Linked DNA regions of Neogale vison: region 1 is linked to region 2. Evidence: chromatin contacts called from public Hi-C data. All regions are on one chromosome and are shown on one strand. The core of a region is the stretch at or near the end of the contact, and the rest is flanking DNA. Distances in the headings are between cores, read along the strand shown. Region 1 holds the start of FOXO3 (forkhead box protein O3). Region 2 overlaps ARMC2 (armadillo repeat-containing protein 2).

Region 1 (6,598 bases), core at 764-3,263, 320 kb before region 2:
CCCTCCTCTGCCGTGAAATCCCTGGAGAGTGAACCGCTGCGTCGGGCGTCCTAGGTAAGAGACTCGGCTGCAGACCTCTCGGTGCCCGATCAAATCTGAAGGCATCAGTTTATCGAAGTCCTGTAAGGCACCAACATTTTCGCTTGTATTTCCACGCCGTGGTAATCTCTGCGATCCGCGGTCAGCATCTTATCTCGCGTGTTGCCTGGTGTCCGATTCTAACCGGGAACCGGACACCAGGGCGGGCCCAGAGCCCGGGGGACGGACGCGCCCGCCGGGGACCCCCGGTACCAGGCGCCCTGCCCGGAGTCTGAGAGGCCACGCGACTGCGCTCGTGGAGCGTTAGGGTCTCCGCTCTCCCCCTCCCTCTTCTCTTAGGCCAGCGCCGCGCTTTGTTGTCGTCGAGGCCCTCGGGAGGGAGGGGGAGCCCGGCGGGGACGGCTGCGGGAGCCCGCCCGGTCCCGGGCCGCCGCGCGCTCCCTGACACCCACGCCCGCAGTCCCGCGGAGCCCGGCGGCGCAGGCGCGCGCGCGAGCGAGCCCACATAGACACACACACACACGCACACACACACGCACGCACGCACACAGCACACCCGGGCCTGCCGCCCAGCCCTCCCCCTGGGCGGGGACCCGCCCGCCGTCAGCCTAGGTTGAGGCACCCTGCGTGTGTCTATAACTTTGTGCTGCTGCCGCGGCCGCCCTGCTCGTGGAAGGGAGGAGGAGGAATGTGGAAGGCGGCGGCGCACAGGCTGACAGGCGTTTCCTCAGGCGGGCTGCGGCGGCGGCCGGAGCGCCTCTCCTTCGCCGAGGTTGCGCGCCCCCTCCTCGCGGTGCCCCGGGTCCGCGCAGAATTGTGCGTCCTCCCCCCTCGTCCCTGAAGGGAAGGAACTGAGGTAGGCGCCGGAGCTGTGCAGCGGGGCGGTCGCCTTCCCGGTGACTCCGGATCTGCTTCCGAGCTGGGCCAGGCGCTTCCCTTTTCCCTCCCCGTGACTCGGTGTGCGCGCCCCCCTTCCCTCCAGTTAGTATTTTTAAAGGACTTGAGTGAAGGGGGGAAAACTGTCAAGATGGCAGCAGCGGGAGCAAGGAGGTGATGAACGTGCTGGTCCGGGTTTTCTGGTAGCCTGGGAGACTTGGCGCTTCCTGACCTGTTGGAAGATTTATGTTCCGACTTACCCCCTCCCCCCGTCCTTTCCTGGGAAGGGGGTGGAGGGTGCAGCGCCTGCGGGCAAATAAACCATACAGACCCCCAAAGTGGTCGTGCCTGCTTGGCTTGGCCCTTTGCAAACACCCGCCGCGCTGGTTGCCCCCCCTGCTTCCCGTCTTTTTTCTGGAAGTGACAGGAGCCAGTTCGCGCTCGGACCTACGTTCGTCCTCCTGGCCCGCGGGCGAAGAGGGGAGAAGCGGGCTGCCCGCGCTGTCCCCGGACTCGGGTCCCTCCGCGGGGAGAAGGGGGTACAAGGGGGCGCGGAGGCGGCAGGGCCGGGGACCAGGAGAAGAGCGGAAGACGCCACAGACTTTGGCTGCGGCGCCGCGGGAGGCACTTGAGCGGGCCGGAGCGAAACATAAACAAACGCACGCCCGCCCGGGCTCCGACCGCGGCTCGGCTGCGCCAGCTCTGGCCGCTGCCCGCTTTAAAGGCGCGGCTCGCGCCCCTCCCCCCGCCCCCGCCCCTCCCCCTTCTTCCCCGCCCAGCCACCTAGCCCGGGAGGGACCTGCAGATCGGGCGGCCCCGGTGGCGGGGGGAGGGGGCTGCCCCGTGCGAGCCCGTCGATTCGCTCCCGGCTCCCCCGCGGCCTGGCCAGGGGGCGGTGTCTGCGGCGCCAGGTTCGCGGGACGCACGTCTCCAGGTCTGCCTGGCGGCGGCGGCGGGCGCGGAGTCGCGGAGGACTGGGCTCCAGCCCGGGATAACCAACTCTCCTTCTCTCTTCTCTCGTGCTTCCCCAGGCGGCGGCAGTAGCGGCAACGACTCCTGGGAGCCCGAGCCTTCGCGGCGCCCCCGTCCCTCCCCCGCCGCACCCCGCCCCGGCGCGAGAGGCGAGCGCGAGAGCCCGAGCCGCGGGCGGGCGGCGAAGATGGCAGAGGCACCGGCCTCCCCGGCCCCGCTCTCTCCGCTCGAAGTGGAGCTGGACCCGGAGTTCGAACCCCAGAGCCGGCCGCGCTCCTGTACGTGGCCCCTGCAGAGGCCAGAGCTCCAGGGGAGCCCGGCCAAACCCTCGGGGGAGACGGCCGCCGATTCCATGATCCCCGAAGAGGAGGACGATGAAGACGACGAGGACGGCAGCGGTAGGGCCGGTTCGGCCATGGCGATCGGCGGCGGCGGGAGCGGCGCGCTAGGCTCCGGGCTGCTCCTTGAAGACTCGGCCCGGTTGCTCGCTCCCGGAGGGCAGGACCCCGGCTCCGGGCCAGCCCCCGCGGCAGGCGCGCTGAGCGGGGGGACGCAGACGCCGCTGCAGCCTCAGCAGCCACTACCGCCGCCGCAGCCGGGGGCGGCTGGGGGCTCGGGGCAGCCGAGGAAATGCTCGTCGCGGCGGAACGCCTGGGGGAACCTGTCCTACGCCGACCTGATCACTCGCGCCATCGAGAGCTCGCCGGACAAACGGCTCACTCTGTCCCAGATCTACGAGTGGATGGTGCGCTGCGTGCCCTACTTCAAGGATAAGGGTGACAGCAACAGCTCTGCGGGGTGGAAGGTGCGTACCCACCTCGGGCGGGCGGCCGGACCCGCCGGGCCTCCTGCGCAGTGCGAGACGCGCCTTCGATTCATTGGAGCGCGCCTGCGGGCGCTGGGGAGAAGGGTTGGCACCGAGAGCCTCCGCTGTGAGGTTTCGGGGGATCTCTGTGACCCCCAGAGGAGGGGAACCTGGGGTCGGCCGCGGAGGGTAGGGCGGGGAAAGGAGGCTTCCCAGGAAGCCTCGGGCATGGGCGGGTGAGGAGAGGGGGCGAGGGATACCGGCGAGGGAAGGACTGGCGGACGGGAGTGCGTTTGCCGGATTCCCGGGACGACACAGACGAGGTAGGTCTTCCGCCAACTTCGAAGTAGAAATCAGCCGTAGTGGGGATGCGGGAAGGGCTTTGCGGGTGCAGTGAGGGGATGTGGGGGTGTGCTTGGGACTTGGTACCCGGAGGAGGGGTTGGATTTGTGGTTTCCAGTCGGTTACAGAGCATGGTCGTTGTCACTAGCTGGGTGAAAACCCTTGCGTCGAAGTTTCTGGCTTGTGGGTGTTAGTTCCCACAGGCACAACGATCCCACTAGAAAAAGCAGTGCTTGTAAACCTTTTCCTGGCTGAATGTCTTTACTTGCCTGTGTTGACACCTTTCTTCCTTAGAGATGTTTCTCCAGTAAGCCTGCCCCCCAACTTGAGATGTTCTGAGCCCTGGAGCGGGCCAGCCCTGCGGCCTCCGGGCGGACCAGCCACACCTGCTGCTCTCCTTGAGGCTTGGACTCTGGCGAGGTTTGAGGCCGGATCCAGGTCTGGAGGACCGAGGCCTGGAGCTTCACCTCGGCCCTTGGCAGGGAGGTGTGGTGTCAGGGCTGGGCCGTAATGGCTTCTCCCTACAAGTGAACCAGAAGAGAGGCTCCCTACTGTTCCTTTTCAGCCTCTTGGGGCACTGGACACGTGGTAGGGAGAGAGGTGTGGAAAGGCCTATGATGTAATGACTTCCTGCAGTTGGGCATCCAAACAGATTAACTCCTGTGCCCCTGCTGGGCTGCTGATACCCAGCTGCTTTGCTCTTCCTGCACCTCATCATCCTGGCCTCTTTCCCCAGGACATGAATGTGTCTGTACCAGGCAGAGGAGTCCTGTACAGTTGGAGACACTTACGGCTTATCAGTTGCTTCTATTTGCAAGTTATCTTTTTTTTTTTTTAAATTAATGAGATAGTTCCTTCCTCCTTCAGTTCTTTCCTTCAAGGTTTTTGGGGGAGCCCTGCATCTTCCTGGGTTCCAGTAGGTGTATACAGAAAGAACAGTTTAATCTTGGTGGAGAACTGGAACACAGGAACCTGTATGTGAAAAAAAAACTAGGGGATTTAGGGTGTTGAGTTTTAATTTGCTTTATTTAATTTAGTTTTTTTAAAATTATGTTAGTCACCATACAGTACATCATTAGTTTTTGATGTGGTGTTCCACGATTCATTGTTTGTGTATAAGACCCAGTGTTTCAATGCAATAGGTGCCCTCCTTAACATCCATCACCAGGCTCATTCATTCCACCTCCCCCCGAAATCCTCAGAGTTTTAATTTGCTTAAAACCAAACCAAACCAAACCAAACAAAACCTTGCAAACAAAGTATCTGCTTTGTTGCTGGTTTTTTTTTTTTCCCCCCAAATTTCTTATGGCTCCTATTGGAGAGGACTTGTTGAGAAACTTTAAAAGCTAAATGTGTGCTTTGAAGTTATTCCACATATCTCTTCGTAAACAACTGCTGACATTATGAATCTTACATTTGCTTTAATTTTATAGCTTTGCAAAGGAATGCCAGTTGTGTGATATGAGGGTCATTTACAGAAAGCTTGAGCGTGAATTCCTTTTCAAAGCAGTGCTACTGTGATATCTTTTAAAACTGAGTTTCCAAGTGAATAGCAGATTGTTAATACCAGGGTACAGTGTCAAAGGGGTGAGTTTCAGGGTCTAAGAAAATGGATATAGGCGTTTGGAATATTTTTCATATTTCCCAACTTGAAATTAGTCCTGTGTATTTTGAGTTTGGTGCAGAGAATCTGCTAGTTGAAAGTTAGTTACCTAACTAACTTTTAATGTTGGGTTTTCACTTTTCCTTTGATTTTTAAGTTTACACAAGTAGTTTAATCCCACAAATAACATCTCTTGTTATTGTAGTTAAAGAGAGTAACTGCTTAATAGCATTTGATTTTTTTTTTTTAATCTAGGTGGGAAAGTAGTATTACCAAAAGTAGCCATGAATTGTGATTTGGTTAATTGTATTTTCATGTAGCTAGTGGGACTTGCAATAGAAATTTTGGGCCTAGTCCTAGATTTTGTGGTTTTATGTCCTTAACTTTTTTTTTTTTTGGGTCTCATGGTTTCTTCTTTCTTCTCTGATATCTTATTTCTCTCTTTCTCTTTCTCTCTCTCTCTTTTTTTTTTGTTGAAGTATAGTCAACACAGTGTTAAATTAGTTTCCATTTCATCTCTCTTTAAAACTTATGAAATATTGTAAGTTAAAACTCAAGCCTTAGTATGCTTAATACAGGACATGAAGTAAAATATTTATTTATTTTATGTAAGTAGAATTATTTTTACTTTAAGATTTTACATCAGTTCTATTTCTCAGTATCACATGGCAGATAATCCTTGAAGACTGTGGGGATATAATTTAGTTAAAGAGTTTTTGTAAGATGACCTTCATCAAAAGATGCACCCATGCAGGAACTTCCAAATCTTTGATGATGAAGAAAGCCCTTTGAAACTGGGGCTGGTTTCATATTCCGATTATGACTAATAGCCAGCCTTTTTTGTGCTTGTGGTTTAGTGGGGGTGGAAGAAGAGGGAAAAGGGAGAGGTCAGGAGCTAATTGTGACCCATTTCCATGCGTCCAAGTTTCAGGAGTCGATTCCTATCATGATTAGTCATTTTGAGAGCATGCTTGTGCATTTAAACCACACTACTTTCATTCTGAGTTATGCATTAGGCTTTTTAATTTCTGAAAATGTCTAGAATTCAGGTTTACCTCTCCTAGTCCTGTGTGCACAATGGTGCAGTATGCAGGGTTTGGGCCTTACTTCTTTTGTGGCTTTTTGGGCTATTACATGATGAGATCCTGTCACCAGAATTATCACCCTAAGATTAGAGGATAAAAGAATTAGAAAAGAGGCCTTGGAGATCAGAAAAGGACTAGTGGTTTGAAGCCCTGGTTGCATATATTTGGATCACCTGGGAGCTTTTTAAAAACTATCAATATGTAGAAAATTGGTTTTAATTGGGTGGGTCTTACATAAGTGGAAGATGCTTTCCTGAAAAGCGTATTTGCCTCTCAGTCTGAAAACGTTTTGGTTATTAGTTTAGCATCAGAAAAAGGAATATCGATGGAGCCTGATCGAGTTTATTACATTTGTATAGCCATCCGGTCTGTCAGTACCCGTGCTTAGGAACTACAAAGTGATAAAGGGGGCAGAAAAGATAGCGTTTTAACAAAAGGAGGAAGTTCTTGGTTCAGGTTCTAGGTTTGTCGGATACATTTTGTGCCAGAGAGAGAGGTGATGGCTGTCTCACAGATTCCCTTACCTCAGGCATTAAAGTAGAAATGAATAGTCAGATGTGGTTAAGAGGGGAGAAGGTTACATTTCCTTTAATTCAGATTAAGTTTATTTGCACTGCACCACCCCTAATTAAACTGCTCTGTTCTCTCGGTTCCTCCCGTTGTGGGGCAGACCTCTAGGATTCCAGGGTTTACCTGTTAAGGCTTATTTATCTCTCTCCATCTCCTCACACCCACACACCTGCATTTCCTGGGGGATTAGGACACGATTACATGAGGCAGCCCTGAGTTTCTGTGCTGTTTCTCACAATTTCACAAATGTAGGCTCCCGTGCGTGTGACGACTTCTGCCGCTGCTCCTGTGGAGGGTAATTCGGCA
Region 2 (6,749 bases), core at 1,575-4,074:
TTGATGCACTAGATCCCATCCACATACTTTTTCTTTGATTGGCCAGGGACCCCGTAGTACCAGATCTATGTTTTTACATTGTGTAAAAATAAGGCAATTGTTTCATAGTATGAAATAATTACACATTTTGGGAAAGATTAGCTTGATCTTTTCTCTATTAAATGATATGAAGTGTTAAATCAAGTGTTTAGGTTTTTTTTTAAGATTTTATTTATTTATTTGATAGAGACCACAAGCAGGCAGAGAGGCAGGCAGAGAGAGAGGAAGAAGCAGGCTCCCTGCTGAGCAGAGAACCCGATGTGGGGCTCGATCCTAAGACCCTGAGATCATGACCTGAGCCGAAGGCAGAGGCTTAACCTTCTGAGCCACCCAGGTGCCCCTAAATCAAGTGTTTAAAAAGGGGGCATGTTTTTGGGAAAAAATGGTGTTTGGAGAAGCTAACCCCTTGGGCAGCAGTACAAGCCAAGGGCCAAGACACAGCACTGAGCCTTTCCCCAGGCTTTTACTGCATTGACACAAGTGTGGGGGCCACACATGTGGGTGTTTGTGAGTGACCCTGGGCCCATGTATATGCATTTTTTATGATTTTGTTGTAGCAAATCTTTTATTTGATGACAAAAATTTGTTGTAAAACTTGCACTCAGTGTTTTTTACTTTGGAATTGTATATAGGTATTTAAATGTAAGTACTTTTAAGTGTTAGCTGTAGTTAAAGGAAAGTTGTATCCTTTCTGGACAGTCTCTACATTAAATAAAACCTTAAAAACAAAACAAAACAAAAATCCAAACCAACCTGGCAATATAATCCTACTATTGGCCAATCGCTACTCTTTTATTTGGAACACAAAGTATTTGTCATCTGGAGGCTGCCTGAATGTACTTTTAATTTTTTCACATTTCAATTATTTGGAAAAATAAGGCATTTTTCAAAGAATATTAACTGAACGCATTTTTTAAAGTGGAAACAGGGCACTCTGTGACAAAGTAGAAAGAGCTGTGAGTTGGAAATCGTGAGATCGGGGCTCCAGATTTGACGCTGGTTTGTGACCTGGGGGCACATCCGACCAATTTGGGAACAACTTTCTTGTGCACAGAGAGACAGAGAGAAAGGGTCCCTTCCAGCTCTTAAATGCTAGTCTTTTGTGGGTCCGGCAGACCTGAGTTCTTTCTTATTGTAACAGTGACCTCTTGTGGTATATATCCTTCATCAGTTTGTTTGGGGGTTTTTTTCGTTTTTTTTTTTTTACGAAGTAAATTTGGGATTTGTTCGTTGTTGTTTCTAGTAACTGTATTTAATACTACGAAGCTGCTCTGTCTTTTTTTTTAAGATTTTATTTATTTGACAGACAGAAATCACAAGTAGGCAGAGAAGCAGGCAGAGAGAGAGAGGAGGAAGCAAGCTCCCCACTGAGCAGAGAGCCCTATGTGGGGCTCGATCCTAGGACCCTGAGATCAGGACCCAAGCCGAAGGCAGAAGCTTAACCCACTGAGCCACCCAGGCACCCCTCTGTCTTGTTTTTTGATAGATAAATCTAAGCTGGAAATCAGACCTTGATTAAAGGACTGTAGAGTGTGAAACTCCATCTTCTAAGCAATCCTCTGTGCTTTCTTCCCAATCTGCCAATAGCTGATTCTACTCGCAGAAAGAGAAATGCTCTGGTTTTTATGCTGAACATTGTTGTATTCCTCTTCCTCCTAGGGACCAGGGGAAGAGACGTTCAAGAGCCTCATCTTGTTTCAACAGCTCAGACCTGAGCCGACTGGAAACCAGAGCAGGTGAGGTGCACATACACTGCGAGGCCCAGAACTTCACCTTCAGCATCTCCACTTGTAAGAAAAACATTTGCACCCAAGATGTCTCATGTTGGCTCACTGTTTGAAAACTCCAGTCACTTCTTCCAGCTTGGCCACGCATCAACATTTATTTTTAGAAATTTTTATTGTTTTCACAACAGTCTTAAAATTCTTACCATTATCCAGCTCTGGGGCCTCAGACATTTATAGATCATGGTCTTAGTGAGCATGAAAGAAACTATTTTGTAAAAGCATTCAGAAAGTTGCAAAAGTTGACATTAACGTAATTCTTGAGTTAACTGGAAGTTCAAAATCATTGCTCACTTAAGTGAAGTTATATTAATTGTGTGAAGACAGGCTGTGGGGTCTTTAATCTGTTTGAGAAAAAAATATATCTAACAATATTAATCACAGGCTAGAAATGAGGCAACATGTATTCATGCAATGAAATATAGCAGTCACGCTTATAATATTGACTGAAATGAGTACAAACAATATTACGTGAAAATGTTAAGTTGCAAAAACAGTGACATATGTTGTTTATGGATACAGATCTATGTGGTGACATGTAAAATCCAACATGATAAAAATAACCACCTGATTTAGAATGGTGGTAATCCTTGGAAGGAGAGGGAGGAGGGGAAATGGATAAGGGGAGGCAACTCTATCTGTAATGTTTATTTCTTCGAAATAAAGGGGAGGATAAAAATACCATTAGTATTTGACCAAACTATTTGTGGACACACAGGTGTTTGTTAGTTTTTCACACCTTTTTTTTTTTTTTACAGACATGACATTCTATAAAACCAGACTAAAATCAGATTGAAAAAATGTTTTATTACTCTCAAAACTAATTTCTTATCACTAAAATGACTTCTGTGGCCAATAGGAGTTTCTGTAACACTCAGGAAAATCTTAGACTGATTTCCGCATCAGCATTGTTGCTAAGGATTTTACATGCACTTGCTAAAAACATCAGCCAATAAACATTGTGTCAAGTTTTTGTGTCCAGAACTCAAAGCTGTGGTTAAAAACTATAACCACTGAGACAGCAAAATCGTCAAAAACATGCTGAAATTTCTGCTTGACTTACCCAATTTCCTGTTGAATCATAATTTTTATATTTAGCAAACTGTGAACCTAGATGAAAGTGCTTTCTAAAATATTAGGTTGTTGCCCAAGACTGAGGCAAACTTTACTTAGTTTTTGTAGATTTTCAGGAGTAATCACAGGATTCCATGCTCCAGTTGCTGGAGTGGAGAGTGGTTTAGTTATATAAAATGGGATTTCTGCAGAAAGCAGCGTTGGAGGGGGTGCCTGAGTGGGTGGAGACGTGGAAAGGTCATGGCTGGACACAGCCACTTGCCATGCAGTTCTTGGCAGAGGGTTGAAAGGGAACCCTTACGCCACAGTGTCTAGCTGACTTCTGCTCTGAGAAGGAACAATCTTAGAACCATTCAGAAGGGCCTGTAAGGGCCTTTCCTTTGCCAAGGTTAAATAAGTGCTCTATGATTTCTGGCTCACCCCTGTAATTTCACTTTTCCCGGGGTGAGTGCATTATTGATTTTGTTTGCCTTAAGAAACAGATTGATAATCATTGTTCCTCATAGAGCTGTTTATTAAAGTGCATACTGCTTAGAAGGTAAAAATGCTGATTTGAACTTATTGGACTTGGAGTCTGTATTTCTAGTAAATTTTAAGTGTGCTGTAAATATTTGGTGATTAAGTTATTTATCTGACTTACTATCTTCTGGCTTTTCACTTGCCTTGATATATGCTGACCGTATTCACATGTTCTAGACTTGGTCATGTACCTGGGACTATGACTAGCCATGGGTTAGGGTTGCTTGAATATTCAGGTTTACTTTTTGAGTCCATACCTATAATTTATCAAAGTTAGGGTAGACTCATAAAAGTAATGACCCAAAAGACTGAGATGATGGTCTTCCATCCATTATCTGCATTTCTGAAATCCCCAAACTGAAGCTTGGGAAGGCTTGGAAAGCTGAAGTGTTTTTCGGACTCATGTAGTGGCAATGCTTGAGCCCAGCTGATGGGAAGCCAAGAGTCGTCTTTGTTTCGTTCATGTGAATTTGCACGAACCCTGCCGCAGGGTGCCGCCCCAGAAGACCCTACTCGGGGTGCTGTGTGTGTTACATGCTGTGTGTGTTACATAGCATGTGCACCCTATTGCCTCATTAAAATCCAAATTTTTTGGATTCCCTAACCACATCTGGTCCAAAGGCTTTGGCTAAGGGATTGTGAACCTGTTCTGATATGGACTGACGTTGTCCTAAAGACAAGGCACCCATGCATTTCATGAATTCTTCCTTATGCGTTAGACAAATGATGGGAAACTTTGCTATTAAAACTACAGACAGCACACCTATACTACTGAATTACAGCTTTGTCGATACCCTCTCTGTCTACTTTTTCTGCTCAAGGGCTCCTCAAGCCTAGTGTGCCTGGACCCCTTTTGGTGCCAGGGAGGTTTGAGAAAAGGTAAACCTGGACTCACTGCCCCCTGAGTCCGGGGGGGGTGATTTTTCTAATGTGGAGGGTTAGAGGGGGGCCCATGCACTGGAGAGGATGGATAAATCGCATAGCTTTCCTGCTTCTCCTGGGTGATATCATCACCATATACTTGGGAAGTTTAATACATATTTTATGTTTTTTTTCCTTTTCAAGAGTAGCACAAATGAATGAGAGGTTTTGGAAAATGTGGAGCGCATAAAATAAATTAATAACCCATAATCCCAGTACTCGGAGATGACCATCGTTACCCCATTTTATAGAGGGAAAGTGATGCAACTTGCCCACAGTCGACCAACAGAGCTAGGATTCAAACCCACACAGTGGGGGCGCCTTGGGTGGCTCAGTGGGTTAAGCCGCTGCCTTCGGCTCGGGTCATGATCTCAGGGTCCTGGGATCGAGTCCCGCATCGGGCTCTCTGCTCGGCAGGGAGCCTGCTTCCTCCTCTCTCTCTCTCTGCCTCTCTGCCTACTTGTGATCTCTATCTGTCAAATAAATAAATAAAATCTTAAAAAAAAAAAAAAAGAAAAAGAAAAAAAAAACAAACCCACACAGTGACTTTAGAACCTTAGAACTTAGGACTCTAGAACTTTTTTTTTTTTTTAGGACTCTAGAACTCTTAATGGGCCTCCCTAGTCAGCCAGTTTTCACCCCGGCCCCCGCCCCAAGTTAAAATAACCTAAAAATCTGTAGGCCATATGCCTTTTCATTGTTCTCACTCTCTTCCCCTCTTTCTATGAAACTCTGATTTTCCCTATTATTTCTAACTCTTTGGGGGACATTTTGGGATCTAGGCACCCATGGTGGGCATTTGATTGATTGGTATCAGGTCTACTCTGAGCAGGTACAGACTCTGAACCAGTATAGACTGGGCACCATGAGAGGGCCTTATGGGGAGGGAGAGAGGGAGCGGGAGGGAGAAGGGAAACTGAGGAATGTGTCTTTAGCATTGCTCCTGAGGAATGTGTCTTTGGCATTGCTCCGCACTGGGGTGGGGGTAGGAGGGACTCTCCGGCTACACAGTCTGTGCTTTAGATAGTGGGGTATTTCCTGTGTGAAATGTCATCGTGATTTGCAGTTTCTAATACGATTCACACTGCCTTCCAAAGTCACCTCTCAGTTTACTGATTCTGCTGTGGGGTGGAATAGCATAGAGGTCAAGAGCAAGGGCTATGGCTCTGTATGACCTTGGGCAGGTAGCTTAATGCCCCTGAACCCCACTTTCTTCATCTGGAAAACGGAGACAATTTGAGGACCTCCTCATTATGCTATGAAAGTGAAGTAGAGGCACGTGGCCTCTTACGGCGCCCAGCCAGTGGCAACCATCCCTCTTCTAGGACCCACGACGTTCCGGGGCAGCATCTAATCTCATTGATTCAGTGGTATCGTGCCACCGGATGAACGTCAAACAGCGGTGGCCTGTTGTTTTTTAATCAGGAAAATGAAATTCGCATTTATTGAGTGTTACAAGAAGCCAGACACTGGGAACTGAGCTTTACCTATATCATGTCTTTTAATTCTCGGAGCCCCACAGGCAAAGATTTTCATCTCTGTTTCACTGATGAGGCTCAGAAAGGGTAAGAAGCCAGACCCCTGGGCAACCAAGGCATCTATACCGACGCTGCGATTCGGACTGAGGTTCACAAATTCACTTGGCGCTGATGACAATGGCCTTGAAGTCACGTGTCCATTTCATTTCCTATAGGAAAGAAACCCTCTCTGCCAGCCTTCCTTTTAGAAAAGTTTTCATTGAATGTTTTCAGAATCCTTATTCTTTACATATCTATAGTTTCCTATTTATTCCACGTTACCGAGTAGTAAGCTTAAATAAAAAATAACTCCAACTCTTTGCCTTATGGGGGCACCTGGCTGGCTCAGTCAGTGGAGCATGCGACCCTTGATCTTGGGGTCATGGGTTCATGGTCTGCATTGGGTGTAGAGCCTACTTAAAAAAAAACAAAAACAATCATTTGTCTTATGACAAAAATTCTAACACTTACAAAGCTTAAGACATCATGCAGTGTCCTAAGGAGAGTTTAAAGTTCTGATTTCTTTACATGACCTTACCTTATTTTGATGGGGGGTGATTTGATTAAAAGACAGTGGTTCTAACTGGAATTAGTTGGGCTTAGGGGGCAAGGTATAATTTAATTCCAGAGCTGATTAATTTTGGTGATGAATAACAAAGACTTGAGGTACTCCTGGTGTACCTCCTTGTTCATTGCTTTCTCCTGATCTGGATTTCTTTTGCAGCCTCAAAAGCTGACATGCAAGAAAAGGAGACAGAAATAGAAGTAGATGAAGTCTTTTGGAATACCAGGATCGCACCGATTTTGCACCAATTAGAAAAGGGTAACACAAAAAGTTTTTGTTTTAAATTGAGAATATCTGTGCTTATATCTATATTCTCCATTGCCCTGATAT

What was found. Hi-C and Micro-C count contacts between places; a contact is called where the count stands out from the background.
Region 1: a contact with region 2 is called in a Hi-C map of fibroblasts, with 6 times the contacts expected there. The contact joins the promoter of FOXO3 here to the enhancer-like site in region 2. A contact is called at or near these places in 2 of 3 Hi-C or Micro-C datasets (fibroblasts and muscle).

What each region holds. Positions count from the first base shown.
Region 1 is chr1:23,546,255-23,552,852 of ASM_NN_V1, reverse strand. It overlaps FOXO3 (forkhead box protein O3), which reads left to right and starts at 2,013. Exons shown (of 3, transcript XM_044244534.1): 1 at 2,013-2,692. The coding sequence starts at 2,075.
Region 2 is chr1:23,227,891-23,234,639 of ASM_NN_V1, reverse strand. ARMC2 (armadillo repeat-containing protein 2) reads left to right here. Exons shown (of 18, transcript XM_044244526.1): 6 at 1,699-1,775; 7 at 6,579-6,677. Among named protein-coding and RNA genes, the nearest start is that of ARMC2, 43 kb to the left of the region's middle. Within about 2 kb of position 2,824, the one cell type or tissue checked has open chromatin away from gene starts, as enhancers often do. A contact at or near this core is called in fibroblasts, where this site is marked.